Regions from separate parts of the Rattus norvegicus genome. Here region 1 is linked to region 2. A link is a contact called in public Hi-C data. All regions are on one chromosome and are shown on one strand. Each heading gives the region's core, a stretch centred on a gene start, on an enhancer-like site or on the middle of the called end of the contact. The rest is flanking DNA. Distances are from core to core; before and after follow the strand shown.

The links. Hi-C and Micro-C count contacts between places; a contact is called where the count stands out from the background.
Region 1: a contact with region 2 is called in a Hi-C map of the A7r5 cell line, with 6 times the contacts expected there. The contact joins the promoter of Fgf7 here to the enhancer-like site in region 2. A contact is called at or near these places in 12 of 12 Hi-C or Micro-C datasets (the A7r5 cell line, the Rat2 cell line, Schwann cells and 7 more).

What each region holds. Positions count from the first base shown.
Region 1 is chr3:133,733,518-133,737,227 of GRCr8, forward strand. It overlaps Fgf7 (fibroblast growth factor 7), which reads left to right and starts at 2,110. Exons shown (of 3, transcript NM_022182.1): 1 at 2,110-2,503. The coding sequence starts at 2,218. All of the region lies in intron 11 of Fam227b (family with sequence similarity 227, member B), which reads right to left.
Region 2 is chr3:133,607,584-133,611,360 of GRCr8, forward strand. All of the region lies in intron 5 of Galk2 (galactokinase 2), which reads left to right. Among named protein-coding and RNA genes, the nearest start is that of Galk2, 39 kb to the left of the region's middle. Within about 2 kb of position 2,303, at least 8 of the 93 cell types and tissues checked have an H3K27ac peak or open chromatin away from gene starts, as enhancers often do.

The DNA of each region.
Region 1 (3,710 bases), core at 860-3,359, 130 kb after region 2:
TTGAAAACCCAGTGTTTCAATATTTCATGAATCGAAGATAATTGTGTATGTTTCAAAGTTGGTGTACTGACTCTGTCCCCTGGAAGGTCACATCCAATTGATTCAATTTAGTTCTCTGTCTCTATTTGGTCTACCTGCACCACCTGGTGGTAGTGTATGTTAAGTGCGACGTGTGTGTGTGTGTGTGTGTGTGTGTGTGTGTACTTGTGTGCATGTGTGTGTGTGTTGCAGGTACATGGAAAAGAGAATTTTAACATATGTTTTCTTAAATACTCATTTAGATTGGTGATACAATGGCTCCATTCTAAATATAAAATACAATTACAATCTTGCTCAGTACAGGATAGGCACAGACTCATTTTGGAAAGCAAAAGGGCTCTCCTATGTCCATTAGCTATTGGCCTTACAATTACTGGATTTATCAGTTATTTTTTTTATGCTATTGCTCTCAGGGAGGCACAAGTCAAACACCAAGGCACAAACCATTTTTCTAAAAGAATGATAGTTTTGCAAAGCATGTGTCCTTTGTTTCTGTGAGTCGTCTGTTGGAATAAATCACAAGATGGGATGCTAAAATGACAGCACAGCACTGGTCTGATTAGGCATGGCCATTGATTTGATACCTGAAGCAGCAGCTGGGCCACAGGGAAGTAAGTGACTGATCCAAGGCCACATTGTTTGTTAGAATCCCAGTCTAATAAGAAACTAAGACTCACACACAATGGTGCACTATCTGAGAAAAGGTATGTTCTTGCCTAGGAATACCTACTCTCAGCCCTGAGCCTGCTGCTCTAGTACTCTGAGTATGAAGGAATATGAACTTACCTCCCCAGTGTATTGTAAAGACCATCTAACTATTGAAAGCCCTTCTATATGTTCTAGGAAATGTTTTTCACAGACTGTACAGCTTCTGTGCTTAAAAGGGCTAACACTTCCCTTTCTCTATGTAAGTGCTTGAGAATCAGAGGTCTGTTTCCACAGAGCGGATGCCCACTTGTGGATTTAAACCAAAGCCGTGTCCATAGCTCCCCCTTATGACCACTCAACGGTACACAAGCCTTCATCTATTCCTGCTGTTTCAGACAACGAACAGCTCACTGGTTAAGCTTTAATTGCTTCCAATGAGGTCAGCAAAGGTATTTATTGAAAATCTCTGAATAAAAGGGTCCACGCACTCACACAAGCGCACGCGCTCACACACGGAGAAAATCCTTTTGCCTGTTGATTTATGGAAACAATTATGATTCTGCTGGAGGACTTCTCAGCTGAGAAATAGTTTGTAGCTACAGTAGAGGCTCAAGTTGCACCAGGCAGACAGCAGACACGGAACTCTTGTGTACCCAGCTGTTCCAAACAGAACAAGTAAGTTACTGTTATTTGTCTTTTAAACAATGCTGAATCTTTTCTGAAAGATTTTCTCTCTCTATGGTTAGAGTACTGAGGGAGGGGTGGCTTTTTAGCTGTGTAAATATCTACAGAAATTGTGCTGTAGTACGTATGGAAAGAGACGCTTGAAGTTCTCCAGGGCAATCCTGACACTTAACTTGAAAAATCTGGGCAGTTTCAGAGAAAATAATTATTAAGCACAAATGTAAAAGCGTATACTCATGGATCCCAAGGAGAGTGTTTCAACTTTGTCGATAGTGGCTGTAAAACTCGATTTAACCCAATAGCTGTAAGTACACGGTGTTTCCTAACAAGATAGCAACTGGAATGAATGGTGCCGTTTTCTTGTGATGTCTCTCCACTAATGCATAGCTCTTCTGACTCTACGTGCAAAGTGGCAAAGATGTTGACATCTTCTGTGGAAGCTGTTTTAAATGAGCTTTCGACATTTGGTCACACTGAGATGTTAGACTATTTACCTACTGAAATTTATACATACATTTCTTTTTTTATCTCCCTTTCTCCTCCCCCTCCCCATTCCTAATCTTTCATTGCGAACAGAAGTCAAGCAGCAAATGCACGGCAGCAACTGGCCTTGTTCCGACCGGTTTCTACAAGGATATACCCATCAACTGTGCTCCTGAAGAAGGAATCCTCTTATTGGCATCAGAAGCTAAAAGATAAGGTTAACAGTTTGGAAAGAGCGAGGACCTTTTCTCAAATCAATCTCCAGTTCACAGACAGGAGGAGGCCCATGACCTAGGAGTAGCGATCAACTCAAGGTCCAGTTCTCATTATGTTATTCATGGACACCCGGGGCACTGCTCTATAATGCGCAAATGGATACTGACACGGATCCTGCCGACTCCGCTCTACAGATCGTGCTTCCACCTCGTCTGTCTTGTGGGCACCATATCTTTAGCTTGCAATGACATGAGTCCAGAGCAGACGGCCACGAGCGTGAACTGTTCTAGCCCCGAGCGACACACGAGAAGTTATGACTACATGGAAGGAGGGGATATAAGGGTGAGGAGACTGTTCTGTCGCACCCAGTGGTACCTGAGGATTGACAAACGAGGCAAAGTGAAAGGGACCCAGGAGATGAGGAACAGCTACAGTAAGTGATGCTTTTACCACAACCCTGCTTAGCTCTTTATGGTTTGTTTAAGGTTCACTCTCTGGTGCCATGTTCTCCTTTCCGATGGGGGCAAAAACCAGTGTAAAATATCAAGTCCTAATTTTTCTACCTCGGGATTTCTGCACTAAATCCCTAAAATTTCTCTGGTAATAGGGCAAGTGTACTCACCTTATGGTTGGAACTGATAGCACGAGCCAGTTAGAAAATATACTATGGTTTAAAACCAAAATACTCTTTAGTAAGAAAACATTTCAGTGAGTAAGTACTCAAGAGGACGTGTGATTGTTTTCTTAGCAAAGCTCAGTGGCAGTTTGCATAGAGTTCTCAGAAGGTTCAGGAAACTACCAGCCATTAGTTGAGGAGCAGAGGATGTATCTGTCTTTATCAGTTGAGTTGCCTTTGAAAGGGCTCTTCCATGGTACTAACCGGTTAAGAATCTGCATTCTGAGCATCGACAATTGTGTGCTTCTAAAACAGAAGGGAGTCGGTAATGCCTCAACCATCTTTGGTCTAGTGATTTGTACTCCTTAACTCCCCACCCAGGAGGGACCGGATCTTCCTAACGGTTTCTTTATCAAGGGTCTCTGTCGTGCAGGTCTCTGTTGCTAATTTAAGAGGGACATAACTCTGAGGACTGTGAGCTGAATTGGAAGACAGGTTGTGTCTGAGATTTTCACCTGGAGCACTCCCCTTTCCCCTCAAAATCCACTTGCTCTTTTACCTTAAAACATCAGGGCTTGGATTTTCATTTAGGTTACATTTAGTTACCAATCTTAGTAGTATTAAATTAAATGACATAGAGCACACACTCAACATTTACCTTAGGTATTTAAAACCCACACATGGAAATGGGTTTGCTGGCATTAATATCGTGTGGGTGGCGTTGACACTGTTTGCTGTATTGATAGCATATGTGCCAGTATAGGTGGAGAAGGATGCATGGAGACAATAGTGTAGCTGGGTGTCTGTGTCAGGGACACCCCAAGTTGTCCTTATCTGTTCCTGAAGTACCTTTTTGTCTCTAAACTCATTGACCAGTAAATAAGAGTTTGATGACTCTGTTTCCAAAATGACAATGAGGGACCTTCGTTTCAGCCATAGCTCATACCAACTGAGTAAAGAAACATGCTTGCTCTGGAGGACTGATTCCAGGGGGTTCAGCTCAACAAATGGCCACTGGAGGAGG
Region 2 (3,777 bases), core at 1,053-3,552:
TGGCTACATTGTTGTAGATCTCTGTGTGGCAGAATGTGGGACACAAGGCTTATGCAGGATGAAGCAAAGACAAGGGAAGGGATAAGAATGCAAGGAGTTAGATATTGATCTTAAAGGTCCATCCGGGACAGAATTAGTAGGATGTGGCCATTGATTGGGTGTGAGGCTAGAGGCCAACAAAGAATCAAGAATTCTTTTCAAGTTTCTGACTGTCTGTGATGCCTTGGAGTAGGCATCTAAATGGCTCTGCGGCCTGAGGTGAGGCCAAGTGCCAAGTGTTGAGTGTGAGGAACCTAGGCATACAGAGCCTAGGAGTACAGAACCTAGGGGTACAGAACCTAGGAGTACAGAACCTAGGGGTACAGAACCTAGGGGTACACAGCCTAGGGGTACAGAACCTAGGGGTACAGAACCTAGGGGTACACAGCCTAGGGGTACAGAACCTAGGGGTACAGAGCCTAGGGGTACAGAGCCTAGGAGTACACAGCCTAGGAGTACAGAACCTAGGGGTACAGAACCTAGCGGTATAGAACCTAGGGGTACAGAACCTAGCCATATAGAACCAGGCAAACAGAACTACTCAGTCTTTACTTGTGTGACAATTCTTCTAACTGCCAGGTTCCTTTGATGATCATCAATAATATAATTAACTCTAGTTTTTAGATAGCGTCTCTTTATCTGTCCCAAACTAACCCCAAACTCACAATCCTCCTGCTGCTGTATAGGCCAAAACCACAGTGTTCATCTTTTATTGACTTTTGAAGTTTCTGGAGTGGGAAAGACAGGCACAGTAGTTAGAGCAGAGGTAGAGATAACCAGGAGACAGCACCTCGGAGCAAGAGTGAGGGAGGCATGTGCACTATTGCTGTCTACTGACAAGAAAGGAGATAGTCCGTGAGGTAGGGAAACCAGAAAGGAGGAATGGCAAAGACCAGGAAGACAGTTTGTCATGATGCCAGTGGCAGGGTCAGCTGCTGCCAGGAGGTAAGGCCTTTGTAGTTTCCATGCCGTGGACCAGGGACAGGCTGCAAGTTCTATGGGTGGTAGGAACGTTCATTGCTATAAAAGTCTGTCAGTGCACACAGAAAAGGGTGGACTGAAGTCAAAGATTTCACTTTTATTTAGTTAAATTAATTAATTAATATTTTGAAAGACTAGTCAAGTGCAGTGGAGAGAATGGGAGAAAGTGTTTCATTTTTATTTTTATTTTTTATTTTTTATTTTTTTTTTGTTCTTTTTTTTTTTTCAGAGCTGGGGACTGAACCCAGGGCCTTGCGCTTGCTAGGCAAGCGCTCTACTACTGAGCTAAATCCCCAACCCCTTTATTTTTATTTTTTAAGGGGAGGATTGGTGAAGCTTATTTTTCTTTTTCTGACCCTTGATATAACTGTCTAAGGGAAAAGCCAAAAAAGATAAAAAGAAACACTTGAGCTTTTAGAATTAAATCTGGCTGTCTCGATTGCCCCATTTGAGAAGTAGTAGGTGTCTATGTTTATTTCTACCAGCTGAGTCCAGTGTTTTTATCCTGGAGGGAAGGGCCTGTGCCCGCTTTCTGACCCTCTAAGTGGTCCTGACCACACTTGCACTCATATTTTCTAGAGGAGCATATTGTAAAGAGAGCTTTGGTGGCTGTTGTTTCGTTATCTCACTGAAATGAGACAGGATCTTGACTGAAAGGAAATGGTATAATTTTCTCAGAGTCTTTAAGTGCCAGCTGTATATGTGCCTCTTAACAACAGCAGAGCACAAGAATTCAGTGGATTTTAGAGATGAAATAGTTCAAAATCTTCTGTTGTATTTTCGTTAGTGCCCCAGTGAGAAATACACAGTACACAGAATAGGACTGAGCTCAATAAAGGGAGAACTTATAGAGTTACTGGGGACGGTTTAAGAAGGGCTTCTTGGTGAAGCTAGAGGCCACATGGTTCTAGGATGTGGAAATAATTCATCAGTAAGCTAAAGCTTTCTGGAGGGAAGCTAGTGCAACACAATGCTCACTGAAGCTAGACTCCAGAGAGTGGATGTTATGAATGGCAGTGGTAGGTGCTAACAAAGCCGGGCGCAGCAAACTACTCAGGGGAAGGGAAGCGTTGGTTTTTCGGATTTCCAGTCTTTCGCCATCCTGCAGTCAATCTTCTCTGAAGCAGGGAAATTAAGAAGCATAAACACATATCTTTGATAAACCCGAAACCACAAAACACAAAGATGGAAAGTGGACAGAGAGCGGCTCATGACTTAGCAGAAGGAAGAAAGGTCAAAGCTAAGTGCCAGGAGAGCAGACATAGACAGAAGCAAGCTGACTCATCCTAGTCTCAAGGATAGAAAGAAAGCAGGGTGGAATGACAGGGTGGTGCAGTGCGCTGCAGTACGGTGTGGTGTGTGGTGTGTGGTGTGTGGTGTGTGGTGTGTGGTGTGTGGTGTGTGGTGTGTGGTGTGTGGTGTGTGGTGTGTGGTGTGGTGTGCGGTTCCTATTTGAAACTAGTTAGAAACTCAAAGCTCTGTTTTACCTGGGGCCATCCCAGCCTATGTGCACCGACCAGTCCCTGGAAAGACACTGGGTACTTTCTGAATTGAACCCCCAAGATAGGCAAGGCTGAAAATGGATTTGGTAACTGGGAAATAACATGCTATTTTGCTTCTGAACAGTGAAGTTTCTAGTTCCTGATGCTCAGGTTGGCTCCGGCACACTGGCAGCCTTGTCATCTCATGCCTTACCAGGAGTACCAGAATGTCCTCGGAGGGAACGTGGTGGGCCCATGATGTGCAGTGTGACCCTGTCACGGTGATTTCCAAAGCTTTGTGTTTTATTGACTCACTCTGAACTATGGTAAGGCATCTGAGGACAATCAGATTTTGGAAGAAAACATCTCAAAGCAGACAGAACAAAAAAGAGAATACAGGGACTAATTGGGCCGACAGTGCTGATAAGAAGGGAGACATTGTGTCCTCAGGCTGATGAGACTACGCTAAACTAAGTGCCTGGTTAAAGACCAGACACCAAGAGCTTTCATATATGGGAAATATAATCGCTAACATAGAAAATTCAATAAGATGATTGGAAAATTATCTGGTAGCATAGGAAAAAAAACCCAGCTAATTAATGAGTGAAAAAAAAGGGAAGTGTGTGAATTGGTTCCAGAAAATTCCATCTATTTAGAAGTAGCAGTGAAAGCAGCCACGAGAAGGAATGCTGTTCCCCGGCCCCTGTGGTCTGGTTGCCCCCAGGGATGAGAGAATCTTCACAGCACACAAAGTAGTGCTATGTGACCTTTCTCCTTAATTTAAAACGATTGACTGAATAAAGATGCCAACAGCCTATAGCTGGGCAGAGAGAGATAGGCTCCTAAATGTATAAAATGTAGTGTTTAAAAAGGGCTCCTGGTATTTGCATAATAAACAAGGAAGGCCAGGCCAAAGCTGCTACTGGGAAGTTTAAACTCGGGAACTAAGAGTGAAGGCTGAGGAGCTGGGGGTTAGAAAGCCAAGACATTATAGGCAAAGAGTGAGGAAGGGAAATGATCCTCAAAATGGGCATCAGACACAGCAGTGCTTTTAAAATGTCAGTGAATTTTAAACTGCCTGTTTAAATGAAATAATCAGTTGTGAGGATAGAATAGCACACTTTAAACCTGTGCACCTGACAGCTGGAGGGATATAACCTCCCCAAACTTGGGAGCAAACCAAGAAAAGACAACATGGGAACTAGGAAATGAAAACCCAGGAAGGAGTGAAGAGAACTGCAGAGAACTCACATCATCCAGTAGGTCAGACATTGTC